2 separate regions of the Sus scrofa genome follow, and region 2 is linked to region 1. A link is a contact called in public Hi-C data. All regions are on one chromosome and are shown on one strand. The core of a region is the stretch at or near the end of the contact, and the rest is flanking DNA. Distances in the headings are between cores, read along the strand shown.

Region 1 (4,606 bases), core at 1,428-3,927:
CAACAGCATCGCTTAGGCCAGGAATCGAACCCATATCCTCCTGGATCCTAGTTGTGTTCAGTAACCACTGAGCCATGAAGGGAACTCCTCTTTTTTTTTTTTTTTTTTTTTTGGCTGTGACTGAAGCATGCAGAAGTTCCTGGGCCAGGGACTGAACCTGTGCCACAGCAGTAACCCATGCCAAAGCAGTGACAACACCAGATCCTTAACACACTGAGCCACCAAGGAACTCCCAAAGATATTCTTACTGTAGGGAATATGTGCTAAAATATAGCTGAAGATTAATATTAAACAATGAGTTAAGCTATTTAAATTTTTCAGACCTGTAATTATACAGCATTATTTCAAATGCTCAACTTATTTCCAACTTTAAACTCTTGAATGACTCAAATGTTTATTAATAATTATAAGTTAATTACAATTGATAGAGCACACTGATTAGATTTCACTGTAAAAATGCAACATAGGGAGTTCCCATTGTGGCTCAGCAGTGATGAGCCGACTGTATCCATGAGGATGAGGTTCAATCCCTGGCCTCGTTCATTGGGTTGGGGATCTGTTGTTGCAATGGGCTCTGGTGTAGGTTGTAGGCATGGCTCAGATTCCCAGTTGCTGTGGCTGTGGTGTAGGCTGGCAGCTGCAGCTCCAATTTGACCCCTAGCCTGGGAACTTCCATATGCTGCTGGTGCAGCCCTAAAAGTTAAAGAAAAAAAAAATTAAGAAAGAAAAATAGAAAAGTGCAACATGCGGGGCGGGGGGGGGCATTAAAATATTTTACGAGTTTCAATAAATATGATCCATAAGGACTAGGATGTGTTCCAAAAGTTCCAAACTTCACTGTGTCACCCTGCCAAACCAATGAACACTCAGTCTCAATTTCTTCAAATATAAAATACTGATGCTTTTCTAGTTTACTTCAAAGAAGACAAAGAAAGATGATTATGGTACTTATTAGTCTTTTTTCTAACCTCTGCCTTAATTTTTTTAAGAAAAATAACTGCAATGATAAGAAAATAGGCCCTTCATTTGTCCAACTTTTTTTTTGGAGGATGTCTCTGGTTTGTGCTAAAGCTCTCATTCTCAAAAGGGACTAAAAGACTGATATACAACAAGGCATCAAAGCATTCTTTAGAAGGCCCAGTACCCACTATGGTTACTGGCAGGAAATCATTCCAAACACTCTCATTCTGAAAAAGGCAGCAGTCACTAGGGAGAAGGAAGAGGACCCTGTTAGAGGCAGCAGGTGTGGTTTGAGGTCAGCAGTGTTTTGTTTTTAATGAGGCACAGTTGCAGGTCTCCAATTGAGTGCCACAAGGGAGCAAGACATCTGAGGGCATCACCTTGAAGGAAAAGAACACTTCATCTAGATGAAGTTTTGGCACCTCTTTTAAGCAGAAAAGCTTAAGGAGTTAGAATAGTTAAAAAGAATAATTCATGTGTTTCAGTTGAAAGAATAAAATATTAAAAATAAACTCCATCAGCAATTAAAGTGAAAATAATGTAAAACTGGATTCTGTGTTTCTTTCTTTTGAGGGGAGAAGGGATGAGGGAGAAAGGATGGGAAAAGAGCTACACTCTTGCTTTTTCCTTATTCTTTTGTATAATATGTAACATGCCTCTTCTTTTAAGTTTTCTTTTCACTCGTTACATGAAAGCCTAAGTGTCAGAAAGAAAGCAGTCTCTTCTTGTATCCATCCGGAGTAAAATGGAGAGGAAGGAGGGAAAGATACATGTGTCAGTTTTGTGGTGTCCTACTTAAAGAGGGCAGCAGTGTTCGAATAAAAAGAGTTAATAGGCTCCCTGTAACTATGAATCAGCTAATGCTAAAAAGTGTTGAGGTTTCATCTGCTTTACACCAGACCCAACCTGTGCCTACAGAAGCTACACTCTTGAGAATGCTCTGTTCGCTTTTAAAACAAAATGTCCCTCTACAATCTTGGGTTAGGTGAAGCGAAAGTCAAAAGCAGCCTGAAACTACCTCTGGCTAGTAACTGAGGGTCTTCTGGCCCATGGAGAGTACAGACGATCGGTAACCCCTCCTTACGAAGATCCGGGAGGAGCATCCAATGAGTTGAGTTAACAAAGCACACACAGACCCACAGTGTGTCTTTGCCCCTATACCTTAAATGGATGTAGGACATGGACTTACAGGTGAAGTCTTCCGAGTTTGGTGAACTCCTGGGAAAGGAGTGGTAGGGAGGAGAACCAAACAAAGTCACTACGTTTTAATTTTCTGAGGTCACTTCTAGGGACTCAACCGCAAACGCCTTCGGGTAGCGGAAAGCGGGCCCCGCGGCGGCCGACAATGGTCCAGCCCCGATCTAGCACTGTTCGCTCCCGAGAGGAGCGCGTGGGCCAGAACCCGCCGCCCGAGGTCGCCTCCAGGCTTGGCCCCGCCCCCGCCCGCCCCCGACGACCCCCGGAGGCAGCGCAGGCAGGAGGAGCTGCGGGCGCGCGACTCACATGTGTGGGTTCCTCCTGAAGGCATTGGTGATGTCCTTTACCACCCTTTGCACCAGCACCGCCACTTCTTCACTCGTCTCGGCCATGTTGGTGGCGGCAGCGGCGGCTCGCGCGCGCCTCCGGGAGAGCGCCGAGCCGCCCGCGGGAGTTCCGCGGGGAGCGCGCCCGTGTGCGCCGGTTTGGCTGCGCCCCCGACCCCGCTCCTCGGCCGCCGCGGAACACTTCCGGGTCAGCTACCCTCCCCCTCTCCGCACCGGGGGTGTGGTCCCTAGTGGGGCTCCGGTGGTTGGCTTGGTCCCGGACTTCCCAATTATTGGAGGAGATGGTGCTGCTGGTTTATTTACAGTTACTTCAGGTCGCTGTTGTACACATTTTGTTTTAATTTCTAGTCCACTTGGGGCTGAGGAGGGAGGGGTCCTAAGATCACTCCAAAGCCGGAGACTGGCCTGAACAATCCTCTCTCAGCTGTTCAGGAAACGAGCCAGGTCCCAGAATGCTCCGAGAAAGTTTAACCAAGAGTGAGAGCCCTGTTAAGCAGTTAGTCCCTTGGCACGGTATGAGAGCTTGTCTCTATTTTCTTAGTTGGAGAGATGAGGCCGCTCAGAGACGCTCTTGGTGGAATGAGTCCCAATCGGACCTTCTTGGTAACCTCATTTTGTACCTGCCTGCCGGTTCTGGCCACTGGGCAACTCTTTTCAAAAAGTTAATTTTAAAAAATTACTAAATGGATTAAAGGAAGAAAAAGGAGAATAAAGAAAAAGTTCTTTGCTGTCATGTTGAAAGTAGAAGTACAAAGCTGTTTTTCAGATCTGGTGTCCTTTGAATGGTGCCTGTTAATTTTGGAGTTAAAAAAACAAGGCCCGGTTAAGGTTTGTTCTTAATAACTATTTACCCTGCTACAAATAATTTTTATAAGAAAAACTGGCTTTCTATTCCGTTTGGATTTTGAAATGCCATAAATCAAATTTTCGTATATCAGATTTTCTTTCAACCTTCTCTGTTAGAAAAATCTGGCTGCTTTTGGTTCAGTTCCTTTTACTTAAATCCTTGAAGTGTTATCTTTTAAAAACTTTTTTTTTTTTTAAATGCAAGTTTAATGTGAATGTATGTGGAGCATTTGAAGTAGAGTTGGTGGTAGTGAAAGTAAAAACCATACACAGGAGGCAAAATTGTAAAGCAATGAATAAAAAATATAAATGAACTATATTCAGTGATTGATACTCCCTGTGGGTATGTTTAGAAAGGCAAGACCTGCTGTATCGACACTGGTCTTCTGGTTTTTAAAAGAGATAGAAGTTGCATAAAATTGTAAAAAGCAAGATGGAACATGTTTTAGTCAGGTCAAACAAACCCTAACTTGTTGGCAAATTCTCAAATGAGGCAGTAGATTGAATTCGTTTTTAGATTCCAAGCCCAAAGACAACCTCTAATGTCCTAATTACTCTTAAAATGTGATACCAATTCTGAAATGTTTTGAGTTCACTGATAGTCTTCTTCCTCTTCAAGGAATCAGAGCCTTGCATCCTTTCCTAATAGAAGTGGGAAATAAATCCTGACTTCTGGGGCAGATCTCAAAGAACTGCACTGAAATATAAATTTTTTTAAGAATTTATTTTTATCTTAAAAATTAGTGTGATTTTTTTGTTTCACTCTAATACATTTAGAGGGAAAAAACCAAACTTTGTCCCTAAATCTTGAAGTGAAATTGATATTCCAGGAAAGTAACACCTCTATGGTTCTGTGTGTCCCCTTCCCATATACACACACATATATGCACACACACCCTATTTATACTCATTTGAAAGGTGTGAATTATATGTCTCATGTTTCTTCTGAGTTCACAAATTGTATCACCCAATTATTAAAGATCTGCTATGTTTAGAATTCAAATTTTTTATAGTTAAAGTATACTGGAACTCTGAGCCAACCCTCTTATTTTCCAGGTAAGGAAGCTGAGGTTCAAAGAAGAATTGAAATTCATGTAACTTTAATAATGATACATGTATAAGAATAGGATATGATAAATTTAGCTTTTTTTTTTTTTTTTTTTTTTTTTTTGTCTTTTAGGGCTCACCCATGGCATGTGGAGGTTCCCAGGCTAGGGATCCTATCAGAGCTACAGCCACTGGCCTGTGCCAAGCCA
Region 2 (4,606 bases), core at 639-3,138, 660 kb after region 1:
GCACAACAACACTTACAGATAGAAACTTTGAAATGTGCTGTTTTACGGCAACCTAGATGACTACCCCAAACAGAACCTGATTTTGCACTAACCACGGAGGAAATTCAGCTTTACTCCTGTGCCAGCAGCCACCTCCACAAGAAACACTTTCCAAAGGAAATAAAATACGAGATGCAGTTACGTGGCCTTTTTTAAAAAAAGCAAAACAGAACCAAACCAACCAATGATCATGTTGAAACCACAAGCCCAGGGCCTCATCTTAAAAGTACCAACAATTATCCCAAAAAACGACAATACTTTCCAAGTAACTCCAATAACCTCCTCTTAAACATGGTGTCATAGGACAGAGGGAAAAGGAGTTTCATGAGAAGACCAAGCACTGTGCTTCCTTACTGGAACAGCACTGTAAAGGACCCTTACTAAAGATGGTGAGACAGCATGGCCAAGTGTGAATGCTTTCCAACTTTTTCTGAATATGTTAAACAGAACCAATAGAATTGGCTGACCAAGGCCCCTGTAAGTCTCTAAAGCTCATTTTATACTGCGGATGTCTCAGCCACATGCCTCTGGTCAGCCCTGCCTTCGCTTTCCCTGGGAAATAACCTTCCTTGGGGCCTCCAGAACATCCCAACCTTCATTATCAGCCTTGACCTCGGCAAGGACCACACCTCCTTGCTAAGGGCCGCCCGGTGCGACCTAAATCACGTGGAGAAAAATCCTCTCTGAATCTCTCATTTAAAAGGCTAACTAGTCGTGAAGTTAACAAACCATCACTTGATCAAACTCATCTGCTGCCTGAAGCAGTATTATTTTAAAGCTCTCTGGGGATTCTTGGCCAAATTTAAAAGCACCTTGGCAAGGCCTGAAAAGTAGCAAGCATACAGCTAAACCAGCGAACCCTTAGTCATTCCTAAAAGGTTCCCTGTAAAGTGCGCCGCTTCTCCCCAGGTTTGGCCACTTCGCTGCAATCCCACAAGAGAATAAAATAAAAGATAACACAGTGGTTTGACTGTGTCCCTCAACCCCCGTCAGCGTCTGCCCAGGTGGGGTGGCCCCACTGCCGCCGGTGCTGGAGTCCGGCGGGGGGCGGGGCGGGACAGGGAGGGGAGGCACCACTCCCCGCGTGGCCACGCACGGGGGCTGGCGCTCAGCACTCACTCCGCCCCGCCAGGTTAATGCTCTCCATGGCTTCTAGAGGCTGGGGACGATTAAGAAGAGAGTGAGCTTTCTGTCTCTACACAGTTCAATTTTTTTAAGAGTTAAACAGCATCTTATCCAAAATTTTTGCACCCTTTCGGCCAAGTGCGTTGTTAACTCCCAGAAAGGCTGCCCGGCCAAAGGTTAACTAACCCCAGAGCTTGCGGGAAGAAGGAGACGCCGCTAACCTGTATGCACTCTGTAATGGGCTTTGAGATGGGAGGATTTTCCATAGACTTTCCCACAGCCACTGTAGGGGCACTTGTGCCTCTTTTCGGAGGCGTGTTTCCCCTTCGCAGCCACTCCAGGGTGGAGGAGGGAGAGCGGGCTGGGCGCGCTGCCAGGATCCTGTCTCTCCTCCGGGCTGTGGGAAGGACTCGACCCAGATTCGGTGGTCACGTCGCTGTCGGATCCCATATCCTCATCAGGACTCTCCAGGCTGTCGCTGCACACCGAAGGGGTCTGGATGGGTCGGTACTTGTTCAGGTCCAACAAGCTCTTGGCGATGGTGACCAGCGTGCAATAATCCTTCCAGGTGTCCCCCGGGTCACCGTGCTCCTTGGTCACCTCACGCTCAGGTAGTCGCAGCCGCTCGGCGTCCGGAGCGCCCCCATGCTCCGGCACCGCAGCGCGGTTCGAAATGGAAACCAGACACTGGGCAGCCACAAGTCCATGTAGGCGGCCGCAGACATGGTGCGGGCGACAGCAGCCCCAGCGACGCGGCCAAACTTGGTGGTGGCTGCAGAGGTTCGGCTCGCTGTGCCCTGGCCTCGGACGATGAGCGCGGCGCTGCGCGGTGGCCAAGGGGGCGGGGGCGCGGGGCGCTTCCGACTCGCAGGAGCGCCGAGGCGACCTCAGCCCCTCATCTTTACGTAACCGGCAGCGCCTCCGCACGCAGCATCCACGGCCCCGGGCTTCGCTGCGCCGCCGCTTCTCGCCGCCGATGGTGCCCCACGCCGGGCGCTATACCCCCGACGGGCGCGCCGGCCGCTCCGAGCCGGCTCCCTTGGAAAGGTGCCACACGTGGCGGTCGCAAGTTTATTCGACCAAAAACGCCCCCGAGGCGCTGAGAGAGGAAACTGCAAGAGAGGTACACGCCCTCAGCCGCCTCTCCGTCGAGCCAAAGCCCCAGGACATTCACCCGACCACCTGGATGCGGGTGGCAACGGCCGGACCTAGCGCCAGGTCTAAGAGACACTTTTCCCCCAGTCCACTGACGGCTTCTGAGACCCTGCTCTTGCCGGTCCGCACCGTTCCGGCATTCTCTCGCTCAGTAACAATTTCGCAGAATCCCATCACGTCACAATCCAAACCCCCTCCAATTGGCCAGTGGGGAGGGTGATTCAACTCTGTTTACTTTCTCCCCCTGCCAGTCAGAACGGCCTTTCGGTGGAGAGGTGCGTCTAGAACTGAGACATGCGGCCAATCCGACTGTTCCGTTTCGATGCCTCGTGCTACCCCTACAGCCTCGAACGCTGACATTTAAAAGGGTAACAGCCGAGAGGTTGCAAAAAAGCAGTCGCGCATCTTCTGGAGTGCTTCTCAACCCCTTAGCTGGTCCAGACCTCCTGGCTCACAATCCAGCTTTCGGAGCTGTGGGACACACCTTCCCTACTCAGTTGCGCTTGTTCTTAATGACAAAAGAGAACTTCAGTTTGTTTTCCAGCTCTCAAAGAGTTAAGTGACTTCCTGCAAACGCTACAGTCCCAGCAACCAACCTTCCAATCAAAAGTAAGTTGGTTGATGTCACTAACATAGGCTCAGCCAATCAGAAGGGCGTTTTGAAGGCAAGCGCTCCACTCTTGTAAACGCGAAGAGCTGTAGTGAAACTGAACATATCCTTGTACTTTGTGTTGTTAGTAGTAAAACTGAGATATGTATGGGAAAGCATGGGTGATGAATAAGTGCATCGTGAGTTTATAATTAAAAAAAACAACTAAATATGTCAGGCCAAGTTGCTCAAGAATAAACACAAATGAGAAAACCTCAATCTGGTTTTGTTTTGTTTTGTTTTTCTGTTTTGGGATACAGAATACTTTGGGGAAGATTTTTCCGTCCAATGCATTAACTATGACTAATTCCTCTTATAAATGCAGAGCTGACAAAAGTTCTGTTTTAAAGCATAGTTTTTATACTGCCTGGCTATCCTTACTTTGAAACACCCCATCTTTACTTTTGTGATACCTCTTAATTCCTCTCCTTCCCTCGTGCAATTTATTCTAAATAAGCTGTCTTCATTTTGCTTTGAAACTATTGTAACCTCCCTCAAATAAATGGAGACTAAAATCCCTCATCTGTATAATTTAAAAACCAACATTATTCTTAGCTCATTTCCTTTCCACAGACCCCTGGGGGATGTTAGGGCATTTCCTTTCCCTCACTTAACAGATGTGAAGACTGAGATGTAAGGAAGTGACTTGTCTGCATTATCAGGTAGATAAAGAACTCCATTGAAAACATAAATCTGATTCCTAGCTCTTTGGGCTTTACAACTGAATTCTTTGGTTTTGTGAAATATTAACTTTGCTAAACAGATTCTAGAAAACTGGAACCAGCCAGAGATCTTTAGACATTGAATATTGTGGCATTACTTGATCAACAATTAGTACAGCTCTTGGAGTCTGATTAACTAGGTCTGCCTCTCCCTCTGAAGAATGATGGAGTTGTTTTCCATAAGGCCAATGTCTCTTGCAGGAGGTGTACCGTCAGCAGAATTGATTAAAAATATGTTTACTTTCCTAAGTGGGTGTGGGAGGTACCTGCTTCTATGTGATGTAGATCCAGGAGGTCCAACTATAACCCCGCTGGCTATTAGCCTTCAGGAATGTGACACCAGGTTCCTGGTCTCTAAAGGAAGGGTCTCAAATTTACCCTCCTAGTATGAAGGCAAGTGCAGTTTATTTCTACTTTGTTTTTGGAGTGGGAAAGAAAGATATTTCGGGAAGAGAAAGGGGTATTACATGGGAAAGGGAAGCTTAGAAAGAAAGTGCTGGAGGTCCCATTGTGGCTCAGTGGAAACGAGGTTGCCAGGTTGATCCCTGGCCTCACTGTGAGCATTGCTGTGAGCTGTGGTGTAGGTCACAGACATGGCTTGTATCCTGTGTTGCTGTGGCTGTGGCGTAAGTGGGTATCTGTGGCTCTGACGCAACCCCTAGCCTGGGAACCTCCACATGCTGCGGGTATGGCCTTAAAAGTGGAAAAAAAAAAAGAAAAGAAAGAAAGTTCTAGTCAACCAAGAATATCATCACCATCACCTACATGTAGTAAGGTAGTTACATGTAAAGTGAAGCTGAATTAGAGTTCTTGAATTCTAATCCTGTTAATTTTAGAAAAGAATTCACTAAAGCCCAAAGGAGTTTCCCTACTTCATGATTTTTTTCTGGGACAAACTCTGTATCCAGGGATATAT

The links. Hi-C and Micro-C count contacts between places; a contact is called where the count stands out from the background.
Region 2: a contact with region 1 is called in a Hi-C map of embryonic fibroblasts, with 2.4 times the contacts expected there. The contact joins the promoter of KLF9 here to the promoter of PTAR1 in region 1. A contact is called at or near these places in 1 of 47 Hi-C or Micro-C datasets (embryonic fibroblasts) and 1 of 2 datasets of contacts at active chromatin or transcription factors (alveolar macrophages).

Annotation. Positions count from the first base shown.
Region 1 is chr1:223,087,002-223,091,607 of Sscrofa11.1, forward strand. It overlaps PTAR1 (protein prenyltransferase alpha subunit repeat-containing protein 1), which reads right to left and starts at 2,678. Exons shown (of 7, transcript XM_005654497.3): 1 at 2,464-2,678. The coding sequence starts at 2,549. It also overlaps a transcript of C1H9orf135 not described here.
Region 2 is chr1:223,745,773-223,750,378 of Sscrofa11.1, forward strand. It overlaps KLF9 (Kruppel like factor 9), which reads right to left and starts at 1,889. Exons shown (of 3, transcript NM_001011504.1): 1 at 1,866-1,889; 2 at 1,386-1,863. The coding sequence starts at 1,889.